Regions from separate parts of the Triticum aestivum genome. Here region 2 is linked to region 1. The links are chromatin contacts, called in public Hi-C maps. All regions are on one chromosome and are shown on one strand. Each heading gives the region's core, a stretch centred on a gene start, on an enhancer-like site or on the middle of the called end of the contact. The rest is flanking DNA. Distances are from core to core; before and after follow the strand shown.

Region 1 (7,209 bases), core at 2,383-4,882:
CAGCAAGTTCATGGAAGATCACGCTAACCAATCGCCTAGGAAAACGCTCCTGATCTCTCCTATGGAAAACTCCAGCATTTCGCTGCCTCCAAAGAGCCCAAGCTATCGCAATAATCATCGAATCGAATCCCCTCCTGTGCTGACCAAAGAACCTAGATCTCTGCTCCAACCACCAATCCGTAAACTTGTCCTCAGTTGTGGGGCATCGCACGTTGATCTGGCATTGTGGAAAGCATACGTGCCAAACTTCCTGGGCGTAGACACAGTTAACCAGAATGTGATCAACGTCGTCTTCCTTCTGAAGGCGAGTGTAGCAAGCCGAGGTCTCCTCCTGAAGCCCATGTATCGCCCTCCTATCCGATGTCCAAAGGCGGTATTGGACAGTCAACCAAGCAAATATTTGACACTTCAGCGGAGCCCAACTCCTCTAGATGCATCTTGCGTAGGGGAAACGCACGAGTCGTCGACAAAGGCGTTTGTATACCGAACCAGCCGAGTATGTACCAGATGCCGCGCGCGGCCACGAAAAATGGTTTGGCACCCCCTCGTCACGTGGCACCATACTGATCGCATGTAGGAGATGTGTCAACTGAAGGTGGGCCACGAATGAGATTTCTCCATGCACATCAGTAGCCCATCCGTTGTCCATCAATGATGAGTGCACCGTTCTCCGATTCTGGTTACTCACTGGCACCAACTCAAGGATCGTTGGTGCAATGTCATGTATGGTGAAGCCAAGGATCCATCGATCTCTCCAAAAGAGCACGGTCCTCCCATCCCCAGCTGAAATGCGAATGAAGCTGTCAAAAACAGCTCGCGCATCATCATCCACCATCATCGACAAACCCTGCCACGGTCTATCAGGCTCAGTTCGTCGCAGCCACTCCCAACGAACACGCAGCACCAAAGCTTGGAGTTTCAGGTTTTTAATCCCTAGACCACCTACTCCACTGGACGGCAAATGTTATTCCATGTCATTAAGCATTGGCCACCGTTGGTTCTATCTTTTCCAGCCCAAAAGAAGGATCTCATCCAGCGATCAATGTCTTTGTAAACCCAAAGCGGTGCGTCCACGATCAAAAGGTGATGGATACCATGATCAAAAGGTGATAGATAGGTCTCGCAGATACCACCGATTTCACTAGCACTAGACGTCTTGAATCGTTACTTCTCTGTCAACTGTCATGGCGGGTAAAGTGGTATGTGGTGTACATAGGGAGGGTGCACAAGTGACCCGTTACACAGACAACTGCTTCGAAGGGTTACTACAAGGCAGAGTTTGGAATGGTGCTTTATTCAAAGCTGTGAAATAGTTGATGACATTTGCCACATAAGATTTATGATGATGTGAGAAAGAACAAAAGAGAGTGAGGTTATATATACAATAGCCACAACCATGGAAGAGAGAGCAAGCATATATTTCCCTCAACTTCTATCTGGATAACATAAATTACTCTATTAGAGTAGTTGTGTGATGATATGCAAGTACTTCCTTTGTAAACTAATAATAGTGATCTAAACGCTTTTATATTAGTTTACGGAGGGAGTAACATACAAACTATTGGAGATGTCCTTGGTGTCCCTTTTATTTATTTGTGATTAGACCATCTGATCAGATGACACAAGCCTGAAGTTAATAATGACAAAACAAAATACAGATTTCTTGGAACAATAACAAGCTACAATGACAAGTGCACACATTCACCGCATTCCACATAACAAGGACTTTCAATCACACTCCACTCAACATCCTAAATTCCAAGCACAATCTGACTATCCTTATCACGACTAAAAGCTAACTTCAGTTCAATCAAGCTCAATGTGAATGAACTCTCACGATCAGGGATACCACTAAACATTACAGAAAATATCACAAGATACTTGAGGAATAACATTTTTGATGGACCAGGATTTCAGTCTTTTGTTACACTTAGATTTAGTCCACTCAAGATATCCTTGTGGTCCAAAACCCCAAATCCAGCTGCGCAGGTCGCTCGCTCAAGTGCTACATCATATTTTGGGCTTTGGATGAAATTGTGTGCCTAGAAGCTCTCCCAATACATGGTGGCGGAGTCAGATGATAGAATTGAGCACTCTCTGTTGTTTCAGTATGCGAGTAATCGCCTGCAAAACTGGCAAGATAAGGATTTGGGTCAATTTAAACACCAAACTGTTGATAAGCGTGGATTAGCATGCAATTCTACCTCATGAAGACGCCGACTCAGGCTGAGTGGCCTGTTGTTTCGGTTTCCTGCTGGCAGGAGGGCCATCTCTTCGCCTCTCATACCGTCTGCTTTCGTACTTTGAGGTCCTCCGCTCCTTTGGTTGATAGGTTGGGTATGTGCATGGAATGATCTCACCATTTATGTATTTATCACCTGAAGGGAGACAAAACAGTGAATATGTTAGTGATTAGGACAAGAGAAGCACATAAACGTGCAGCTACAGATATTGTGTCATGCCAACCTCCATAGTCTTTGTTTTTCACATCGATGTAGGAATCAGGGAGCACCCACAGGACACCAGGCAAACCTACAGGCAACGTAAGAACAGTTTAAACAAGGAAATACCAAGAAATTGTGCACCAAAACAGTGCGTAAATCAAGAATTACCCTTGAACTTCTCTGATGTTTCTTCATCGACAGTGCACTGGAACCCAGTGTAAGTGGTTGTGCTGAAGGCATACATGTTCTTCTTGGCTTCCTCCATGCTGCAATTGTAACAAGTTACTCAGTCTAGACTTTTATGTATACACCCTTCTGAATCTGGATGCACCATATGAAACTAAAGAAGGAAAACTGAAGCCTACGTTACACCCTGCTAAACTACACTCATGCTCACATCACATCAGATGCAGGCAGTGCTGCTCTTCTCATATGGGCAGTAATGATGGAACAAAGTTCCAAGTATCTAATAAATAGACATTTGATCATTTGATGTGTATACGATAAAAAATCTTGTCAAACAAGAAGCACCTGTCGAGTATGTGTTGCATATCTATCTCCTGCATAGCAATTTCCGAAACATGAGAGGACTATAAGCCGACTCAATGGAATTGCTAGCATTTTCTCGATAATTTTCCAGTGACAACTACTATGAAATTGCTAGTAGCATTTTCTCTAGGCAAACAAGATAATGCGTCAAATTTCTCTCACCAGACATAGAGAAAGGAGTCATCAGCAGGGAGAAAGGGAAATCAAGGTTTTACCTGCCGAGGACGGTGGCGAGGGTGTTGAGGTAGGTGTCGATCATCTGCTCGCGTGTGGGCGCGGGGTCCTTGGGGAACTCCATGACGATCAGCCAGTGGTTGTAGTCACACCCGGGGAGCAGTATCGTCTCCCTCTGCTCGCTCCCGGGCGCTGCGCCGGCCGCCGTCGGCCTCCGCCGACGCTGGAGGCTCCCCGCCGGTGCGAGGGCGATCGCTGAAAAGGCCGCCGCCGCGGCTGCGGCGCGGGGGAGAGACGCGGCTGAGAAGGAGGATAAGGAGGGCTTGGCAGGGAACGTGAAGGCGCTGGCCGCTACGCGCCCGGCGGCGGCGGCGGTCGGCAGGGCAGCCATTGAAGCGAGCGTGCGTGTGGGGGGAGTGAGGTTTTTGCGGGTTGCGGATAAGGTGAGACAGAGGCGAGAAGAAGAATGAGATATTTCACGAGAAGGGTTTTAGCCTTGCGATGATGGGCTGGGTAGGTTGCTATCCGGACCATTTGTCTGTCTATAGGGCCTGGTTTGCCTCGGTTGAGATAAAATGGGCTACAGCATATGGTTGACAAGGCCCAATATTTTGTTTCTCACAGTCGCATTTGGACACACTCTCTCTAAAAAAAAGTAGATCGCTTGAAAAGGAAAATAAAGAAGTACCATTTTGATAGGATGAAACATCTATGTGGCCGTTGGCATGTCTACCCCCCCCCCCCCCCCCATGATGGTCAGTGATTTTATCGACAACACTTCTGCATCATGGTGAAATCCTTTTCGGCGCGCAGGTTGCTGGTTAGCGACCTAGGGAGTACACCCCACCCCACCCCCGCTCCCGCTATGCACACATTTTTGGCGGCCCAAGTAGCTCCTTTTCGGTATGGCAAAAGTTCTTACACCACCCCAGACTGGGTTATTTTATTTTATTTTGTTTTTCCTTTTACCTTTTTCTGCCTTTTCATTTACATTATTTCCTTTATTTATTTTCATTTTTCCATTTTTCCATATTAGTTTGCCCTTTTATTTTATTTTTCATTTTCTTTCTTTCTTTTCCCTTCTCTTTCTGCATTTTGTGAACATCTTTTACAAACTCATGAATTTTTTTAAAAATCATGAGCATTTTTTGAAATTGTGAATATTTTTTTACAAACATTTTTATGAAATTGTGAACATATTTTAAATTCATGAACATTTTTTAAAATCCTTAACTTTTTTTGCAAATTGTGAACAGTTTTTTGAAACCCCTGACCATTTTTTTGAATTGGCGAACATTCTTTGAATAGATGAGATTTTTTCCAAATTTGGGGGCAATTTGTGAAATATATGAACATTTTTGTTTGACGAACATTTTTTTGAAATGCCTGAACATTTTTTGAATGGATGATTTTTTTTGTAATTCACAATCATTTTTTATTTTTATGAACATTTTTAGGCCTATGAACAAGTTCTATTGGCGATTTTTGGGCCTGCAAGTTCGATAAAAAAGGGTATTTCATAGTGAGGTCTGCTTATCGCATGCTTGTAGCCAAGGAAGCTTGGTTGGAAGGAAGAGCATCCACTTCAAATGGGCAAGGGAGGAGAAGAGTTGGACATCCCTTTGGAATGTTCAGGTACCTACCAAAATTAGAACCTTTTTTTGGCGGCTCGCTAAACACTCACTTTCGATGGAAGATGTGCAACATAACACAAACATGAGTGATGCGGAAAATTGTCAAATGTGTGGCAATATCCACTCACAGAAACATTCTCTAATTGAGTGCACCTCAGCCATATGTGTTTCAATTGGCAGGCGATGAAGTTGTGGAGCAGCTGGCTGAAACACGAGAAGCGAGTGCAAAACTATGGATATTTGGGATGCTTGAAATGTTATCACATGCCCGTTTTATGAAGCTAGCAGTCACCTTGTGGGCAATATGGACATCAAAGAGGAAGACCGTCGAGAGCTTTTCATTAATTATGTGAAAAGGGAATGAATCACAACAAAGGTCACATCACCTCACAACTCCAACACAAGAAAGGGAGGAAAAGGACCAATGAGTTCATCAGCTGTGCTCACACATTAACATGTGATTTTGTGCCCCTAGTGTCGACTGCAGTACACGAGACACACCACGAGAGGAACCTTGTTGGGAGCGTAGTATACAAGACATGCTAACGAGAGCTTTTGAGGACTTGAAACCCCCCACATCTATGAGAGCCAAAGAATCTCAAAAAATATCAGGAAATAAGTACCCAAATACCATAACAAACAGATAAACCTACTTGAGAAATTGTTGCCTAAGAAATTGTTTCACACGCCACCTAATATCTAAACCCAATGGGCAGTGGCCAAACTTAGTTGCACCACCAAACCATTTTAAAAGGCCAAACAAGCAATCACGTCGTTCCAAAGGGCATTTAGCTCTCGATCACACATCAAAGACATTCAAGACAAAAGCTAGGCTGATGTTCCTCATAGTTAATAGAAACACCATGAGAGAACTGTTGTGTAACAAAAACGAAAATAGCAACCATAGTAACAGTAGCAGGGTTCAGAGAACTGCTTCATTTTTCTAGAACCAAACCAACGATGTTTTTAGCCAAGCAGTAGGAGGGATCGAGAACGTGGGAAGACGTCGTCCTGCAGGGAAGAGAAAGAGGCAGAGAAATGGTTAGTTGTGCGACTGGAGGAGAAGCGTCGACGACCAGAGGAGAGAGACGAAGGGACAGAGGAGGGGCATGGTGGCGGTGGAGTGCAGGGAAGAATGGAAGAGGTGAATGGGAAGTGGAGGGGGTGCGGGGCTCGAGGGTGGATGAATTGGGGGCTAGGGTTTTCACCGCACACGCTCCATGTTGCGTTTGTTCTCATACCGAGAATAGGAGGCAAACTCGCTTCATTCTCCGGCTCCACACTTAAGCCCATCCTTCATTGATCCTCAATGGAAGTGGTGATGTGCAACATGTTTGGACGGTCCAGCAACTGGCAACGGTAAAAAAACGTACCACAGTGAAATGATCAAACGACCCAGACTACTGCTCACAAGTGCCTAGATTGTCGGATAGGGCAATTCCTTTTATAGAAGAAATTATCATATTCTAGAAGAAGGCTATTCAATGGTGAACCCAGACGCAATTTGACTTCATTTTCCTTTGGATTCAAATCATTCGGGGAGATCCTTCCTATTTCGCCCCTTGTGCCACTCTTAAGGGTCAAACAAACTATTGAACAGTTCAACCAAAAAAACTATTGAACACTTTGTCCAAGCAACCTCAAAGTATTGCTTTAGGGCATCTTCAACGCTGATGAGGACATGACTACCTAGATGATGAGGACATGACTACCTTGGATACGACCAAAAATATTGCATACATGTATATTTGTGGGGTGATTTCTAATGCAAACTATGCAATAATTTATTTATGTCATCCAGGACAAAAATAATTCACAAACTTTTGTGTCATGTCTAATTACAGGTGTATTGGACATTTGTACAATCCGCATAAAGATAAGGAGAAAAGAGAAGTTTAGGTGCTGTTTAAAAAGTCCTCTCATGTCACTTTTGGGCCAAGAGAAGATAGAGTCCAAGTCTCTCACGTTCTGGATTCAGATTCGGACTGCGCAGACATACCTGACTCAAAACGCCAAGAACACTTTCGTAAGGACTCCAAATTGGGTGATTTTTTTGGAAAGTAGATTTCATGCTCTTTCCAACCCAATTGGATTCACCTTCAAAATTCGTCTGGAGCGTTAAGTTATCGATGAAACAATCTGACCCTGCAGCAGAATCCGAGTCAAACTACAAGTCCAAAGGCGTTGCATCACCTCCACTTGGGCCCATGAGCCTTGTATGACCTAAGGTTAGTTTTAGGCTGCTTTGGGACGTCCTCCCACCTCCTTGGCCGCCACCCCTTGCTCCTATATAAGTAGATCCATCTAGTAACTTTTTCTTTGGGATTTGTTTAGTTAAAAGTTAGCCATTGCAACTTTCTGTACTTCGTTTGTGTCCAACGACCAGACCAAGACCACTTTCGGATCCC
Region 2 (7,209 bases), core at 1,790-4,289, 230 kb before region 1:
AGTAGGATGCCTATAGCTTACTACAACTCTACAGGCTTCGAATGAGCTTTGAAGGATGTTTAGCTGTTTGACCAGTTTCGTGTAGGATCAAGCAAGCACTAAGATGGTCAAAAGTCTAAAGAAAAGATAATTGAAAATTTGGTCTTGTCACGTAGCATAGCTTTGTGATTCAAAGAGATGGATGCTCACTTGACATCATAGTGTTGTGGTGATAGCATAGTCATAAATTTCAAAGCCCATTTGAACAGAAATTTAATAGTGTCATGCTACGTTCTGGCATGCATTGTCTTAACCAAAATGAGGTTGGATACTTGGAAAGTACATGACTATCTTTATGCTCTATGTAAGTTCTGGTGCTCTAGACAAATCCAGATACATTCACCACATGTTCCATAGTCATTCAGGAATCCACAAAATAGAGTTAATTTCCCATAGTGATACACTCCATATCCTTGTATAATTCTTCCATAATATATTTTAAGCAGTTATGCTAATTCTCAGTTGCCTGAAATTTTTGTAGATTTTAGTCACCTAAAATTGCAGTACCAAAAGTGTGCAACTTTGTACAGTCAAACTTAATATGATGAAGGCATATAACAAAGTCAAATGGGATTCTCTGTTTCAAGCCATGCTCAAGATGGGTTACTCAGTTAGTTGCCTGGAGAGAATCAAGAGATTTGTCTCAACTGTGAAGTATGACGTTAAGCTCAATGGGAGTAAGTCTGAAATGTTCAAGCCACCTAGAGGACTCCAGCAGGGGGTTCCCATTTGCCCTACCTTTTCATATTGTGTGCCAAAGGATTTTCTGCTCTCCTTTGTAACGAGCAAGAGGAACGCAGGTTGCAAGGAATGAGTTTTGGACGTGGGGGGTTGGCAGTGTTGAAGCCCTGAACGAGAGATACTTGTGACTACTTACGGTGGTCGGATGCTCAAAAAATGACTGTTTTAAGCATATCTTAGACCATATTTGGGGGGAAAGTGCAGGGCTGGAAAGGTCAATGTCTCTCAAGGGCTGGAAAAGAAATCCTCATCAAGTCTGTGTTGCAGGCGGTACCAGGGTGGTGTTTAAGCCATGAACGAGAGATACTTGTTACTACATACGGTGGTCGGATGCTAAAAAAACTGTTTTAAGCATATCCTAGACCATACTTGGGGGAAAGTGCAGGGCTGGAAAAGAAATCCTCATCAAGTCTGTTGCAGGCGGTACCAGGTCACACAATGAACTGTTTCCATTATAATAAAGGCCTATGTTTGATGCTCCAGTCAATCGCGGTAAATTTCTGGTGGGGCTCAGCTGGTGGAAGGAAGGCTCATTGGGTCAGTTGGAAGCGTATGTGTTTCTCCCAGAAAAAACTGCAAAACGGAGGCAAAAGTTTTGCCTCATCCATTAATTAAGTAGAAGTTAATTTATGGAAAACCGGCGAAAACCATCACAACTTGTCCACCCATGTGAACTACTCCCGGACTATGCATCCACAGGACGAGAGGCAGACCTACAAACACACCCGGCACAGAGCCACAGCAACCCTTCAACAGTGGGGTCACAATGTCATTAATGAAACCCCATCGGCCCACTTCAACTGGAGAAGAAAACAAAGATAAAAACAACTGATACATCTGAGCCCACGTTTGCAGTCTAGAAGAAAGGTGTATCATGGAACCACCTGTGCCTCCCCTTTATCGCCACCCTTCTTGCCTTTGCACTTGCTAGATTTCTTCTTGCGGATGCCAGATTGAGGGTGAGCGCCATCCAATTATTGCGGCGGAGGTTCCTAACTTCTCTTGGTAGCTCGAAAGAAGTCAAGGCAAGGCTCCTCCTAACAACATGTTAGGAGCTGGTGCGTATGTGTAATGCTATAAGACATGGTGAGTCCTTGTGTTCATCAGTCACAGTGCGCCGCTGCCGAAATTCACAAATCGGTAGAGGAATGGAGCTCGATCTGTAGCATATCCAGGTGGCAAGGAGCAGGCAAGAACCCAAGCGCTGGAACACTCCTCCCCAGACTGGCTCAAAACCAATTCACATGGTGCACTATTCATATCGAAGAAGATGGTCTCGTCCTTGCTGAGAAGCTGGAAGCCCATAAACTTCTGCTAGAGCTGGATAGCATGAATGCAGTGGCCAAGATTAGGGCTGTAGAGAAGGATTTTTCCACAGCTAGCTCTCTGTTGGTGGAGATAGGTGGTGGCAGACTGTCAGTTTGGCAGGATGCGAATACTGCTGCTCATCGTCTGACTAGTGTCATGAACTCTGGTGGTGTGTCCTGGCAATCTGTTGTCTGGCTAGTGTTATGAACTCTTTGTTTTCTTTGTGTGTAATGATTGTAGCGTTGATGCTTAAATAAAACCAGACATTCCCCGCAGAAAAAAAAATATCGGGGAACTAATAGAACCAGATTAATAATGTCGTAAAATGTATAATCCACATCAAGGATTTGAACCGCCTACAGTTAAAGTGCCCTCCACATGTAATTGTAATAAATTTACATTGAACAAGAAAGGAATCAGCATCATATCTCCTAATTCGTTGCTGCACATCTAGCAAGAACGGATCTATAAGGCTAAGCAGAGACCTAATTAGCAACATCACATCATGGCATGATATCTGACCCTAATCGACTGGATACCATTTTCTCGCACTCAAAAGCGAGCTTTCGAGCAAAATCTCTGGCGGGGATCGAGGCCTGAGTGTGGTTACAGGAGCGAATGGAACAAGGAAAGAGGGGGGCAACAATCGTACCGGAGACGAAGAGGTTGGGGGAGGGGTCGGCCTTCGGGGGAGGCGTGGGCGGGCTCGGCGGCGCGAAGGCCGAGATGGAGAACATGCGCGCGTTCGGCGTCGCGAAGTCGGCGATGGAGAACATGCGTCGGAGCCCGAACCTTGCCGCCACCGCCGCCATAGCTGCCGCCGCCGGAGAATGGGTGAAAAGGCTTGCGTGCGTGAGGGGTTAGTGATTGATTTTCCTTCCTCTCTTTGCGTCAACCTGGGGTTTAAAAGGTTAGGTCATGGACCGGGCCAGTTGAGACGGGGAGGGCATCTCAATCTCTAAAAATTAGCCCGTCCAAAGCCTCCTCAAACCTTAACTCCTCAAATTTAAGGAGTTATCCTAAAACTTAACTCTCTGATTTTTTTCATAAACATTCATTTCAAAGACAAATCTAAACTACTTGATTACATTATTTAACAAAAAGGTTGCACATCATACATAACATAATTAGACGGGTTATCGTTAGATATAGCATATCAAACAAATGTAAGCTATACTTGCCATCACCATAGTTGGCGCAGAACACGTTGAAGTCGTCCGAGTCTGAGAAGATAGGGATCATCCACCACCACCATCGGAGGGACCGGGCTCATTGTCATTGTTGCTAGGCCGAGACAACAACGTCTCCTCATCCTCGTCGGAGGGCCCAGCCAATATCTTGTCCCAAATCACGTCATTCTTGTTGAACTCAGACCGCGCTTGGTTCTCAGCGACAAGATGCATATTCTTTGTGATGAGCTCCGCCATATAGGTCTTATCGATGCGCTTGGCCTCGAGCTAGTTCACGGCCATGCGGTTCTCTTTCTCGTCGGCGAGAGAACATTCTAACTGGAGGCTCAATGTAGTCTTGGGCGCGATCGCTGAGGGGAAAGTTAAGCTTCGCTCGACTGCCAAAGTAGCAGACTGTTGTCGCGTCGTTCGTGTGCACCTCCTGCTCTATGCTGACGAATGTGCCAAGCCATAGTGCCCCACAGTCGTTGCTGCACGCCGTGACATTTCGACGGCGATGGTGAGCGCTCATGATGGCTGCGTGTTGGAAATATACCCTAAAAGCAATAATAATTTTGTTATTATTTATTTCCAAGTTTATAATTAATGTTTATATTCTATGCAGCCCAACAGCTAGAGGCTGGTTGCACGAAGGCACTATTTGGGAAGCTTCATCGAGCTAGTTTCAACCTCGTTAACTAAAGACGACGTGCAGCTCGGATGAGACCAAGGTGCAACCAAGCTTGAAAATCAGTGCTATTGACGGTGTCCTGGCCCAAGGATCTGACCACATCGGTTCCCGGCCTGGTGGGCCGGGTTGAGGATACGTAGGAAGGTTTCATCCTGGGCCACGTTGGACGGCCCATGATGCATTATACGAAGACTCTGAAAGACTTATATACAAGCCAAAGATATAAAGTTGTGAAGGACTCACCAGTGTAGCCGACTACAGTATGTAACCTAGGACCCCGGGTATGTTATATGAGAGAATTCCTTATTTGACCCTTTCTTAAATTTTGCTTCCTTTTTTGGCCCATAAAACATCTTTTTTCTTTTTTTGACACTCTAACTTTATTTTGTTCCCTATGTGCCACTTCCGTTAGTTTTGACAAGTAGCGGTGTTAAGTATGACCTAGAAAGACCATTTTGCCCCTTCTGTAGAATGTGACCTGATTATTTACATGCAAACGCAGAGGTAATGTGATATTTTTTGTTCGCCCAAAAAAAGTGATATATTTTGGTGTAGTTCAATAATTAAAAAATAGTACTATATACATAAAAAATAGTACTCGCTGTAGGAAAAAGAATAGTTACTACCCACGTGTACACGATTAAATCATCGTCACATCGTGCAACGCGTGGGCGGCTCTGGCCGTGGCGGTGTACTGCCTGAGCGCGCCGACGAGCACGAGCATGTTGAAGATCTGGTGGCTGTACTGGTCGATGTAGTCGAACTGTTCGAAGTGACGTTTTTATTTCTCTTTCTCAGGTCAGAAAAAAAGCACAATGTGCATGAGACATGCACGTAAACACGTGTGCAACCCGAACGGGGATCTCCTAGCTTTATTCGATTTTGTATACATTACGTATCCATGTAGGATTCTAATTGTTCTCTGTCCAGTTTTACGTCCCTATACTAATTGCTAAAACTCCAAAGCCTTTACACATCGCGGAGCGCGAGCGCTCCGGCAGCGCGTGACGCAGAACCCAGCACCGCTGGTGTACACGAGCTCATGGCAGCAGCGTACACGAGCCCATGGCTGCCTCCAGCAACACAGGAGCGGCGCTACCTCTCTTTCCATTTTTGTTGACAAACTACTACCAAGGGCAAAACTGTCTTTGCACGTGCCAGTTAACACTACTGGATGGAAAAATGTACGAAAGTGTCAAATAGGAAACAAAATTTAAGCCAACATCCAAATAAGGAAGATTTCGTTTTATAGGGCCAAATAGGGAACCATATTTTAAAAAAGGGTCAAATAAGGAATTCTTTCATGTCATATAAGCCGGAGGCCGGGCTTGTCCATAGCATACATACAATCCCTTGATATTCACATGTACTTTGTACAACCCCACCCACCCCAATCGCAGTATACATGAGCAGGAGTAGGGTATCAGCTCGACCGTGCCTATGCCTCATGTTACCATGCAGCGTAGGGATACACTACCGAGAGATTGCCGGATTTAGCTCCGACATTATACCTCGGACAATGATCGCCTAGCTGCTTATTTGCTAATTTTGTGGACGATGTAAGTTCTGTTTAAGTTATCAATAAAGCTAAGCTAGGCATGATGGCCTTCCTGGAAAAAAACACTGCGAAACTCCAACGGTCACACAAAATGCATTAACAACCTGCACAGGTAAACTCGTTGTCACAAATGTTGAAAACCATTATCCTTTTAGTCCTTACAGAAATCACCTGCTAAAAGGAGCAAAAGAATTGCGATGAAGTAGAGGCACTGCAACTAGTGTGCTCTACCAGATCTGAAAATCTGCAAAAGAATGGTGCACCGATGCATCTCTGCACAAGCTCACAAAGTAAAGGCGCCAGCCAGAGCAAAAAGAGTGGCCGACACCAGTGTCCATGCACCCACACCGGTCGAAATGGCACCACTGCACTCGTCATTGTTGCCGCTGAAGCATCCAGGATGGGCAGTCTTGGGAACACCCCCTTCTACCGTGAAGCTCGAGTTGGGCTTCCCGTTGCTGAACAAGACACACCAGAAATACGGACCGCCGCCAGAAGTGCCGGTGACAGCCGCCCCCACCTCTGTGTGGTTCTTGCTATGCAGTACTTGGAGGCTCCTCTCATCAGCAATGAGCATGTCGAAGGCCTGCGCTGGAGGTGGGTAGCTTGGCTGGCACGCCAGGAGCCTCCCAGTGATCTTGGCAAGGCTTGCAGCTTGGACACCACAATTTGGGGCAAATGTGTCGATGAAACTGGAATCCACGGGCTTCTTGTTTCCACCCACCTGGTCGCACTGACCCTTATATGCTTTTATGTACTGCAGAGCAATGCATCCAAGACCTTGATTATCAGCAAGATTTGATGCCTTGCTGGCGGTACGGTTGGAGTTGATCAAGCTCACAAGCTCATCGGCAGGGTTATCTGTAAACGAGATAATTCAAGGATGACATGTTAGTAATACTACAAATTCCAGCATTCAGTTGTGCAAGAGGTGGTGACTGGTGCGTGTTATCTATGCACAATACATGACCAACCCAGCACCAAGTTTGGGAAAGGTTGGCTGTGACCTCTCGATTTGAAACTTTCTCATCTAAGTTAGGAATATAGTATCTTTTAGCTTGGGCCTTAAGCTAATTTCAGAGATTTTTACTTGGATTGGATTATTAGTTCTCTATAGTAAAGCAACTACCTTCTGCAGGACAAAAATGATAAATAAGCAACTAAAAATCAGAGCTGGTTCACAATATGCGCACACAAAATAGGTACGCGCTAGGAATACAAGCACTATGAAGAACCATTAACAATCAGCGGCCTTCGCAGTGTTACTTGATCATTTCAAAATCAGGGCGGTGCACCCAAAGCCAAATGCCCAAAGGGAAGGCACATACTCTGTTTGCATCATCAGGAGGGAGCAGAATACACGTAGATTAAAAGATAAGCTGAGAAGTACAGAGCTACAATGACAGGATCAAAGATATGGCTGATTTGGGGATAGCCAACAGGTTCCACGGACATCGTCATTTGTGATGGTTGGGATGTTGTTGGTTGCCGGAGACCTAGCTGTTTGGTTGCACATTTCTTATTCTGATACATCAACATGCAAAGCTTTTGCATGTTCACAAACAAGACAAAACATAACGGGAACTACGTCTACTCTTAAAAAAAGTACATGGCCAGATCTGGAGTCTAAAAACAGCAGCAGAAAAAACTGGGTGTTCTACAGTTTGTAAAAATGATTAATAGATGTGCTGAGCACACTAAAG

The links. A called contact is a pair of places that touch in the nucleus more often than the background predicts.
Region 2: a contact with region 1 is called in a Hi-C map of leaf, with 9 times the contacts expected there. The contact joins the promoter of LOC123158999 here to the promoter of LOC123159787 in region 1. A contact is called at or near these places in 2 of 5 Hi-C or Micro-C datasets (both in leaf).

What each region holds. Positions count from the first base shown.
Region 1 is chr7B:384,081,475-384,088,683 of IWGSC CS RefSeq v2.1, reverse strand. It overlaps LOC123159787 (multiple organellar RNA editing factor 9, chloroplastic), which reads right to left and starts at 3,632. Exons shown (of 5, transcript XM_044577615.1): 1 at 3,209-3,632; 2 at 2,613-2,710; 3 at 2,467-2,532; 4 at 2,205-2,378; 5 at 1,641-2,124. The coding sequence starts at 3,558. The coding sequence ends at 2,206.
Region 2 is chr7B:384,307,728-384,314,936 of IWGSC CS RefSeq v2.1, reverse strand. LOC123158999 (organelle RRM domain-containing protein 2, mitochondrial) reads right to left here and starts at 3,039. Exons shown (of 5, transcript XM_044576803.1): 1 at 2,741-3,039. The coding sequence starts at 2,900. LOC123161191 reads right to left here. Exons shown (of 2, transcript XM_044579040.1): 2 at 5,576-6,367. The coding sequence ends at 5,790.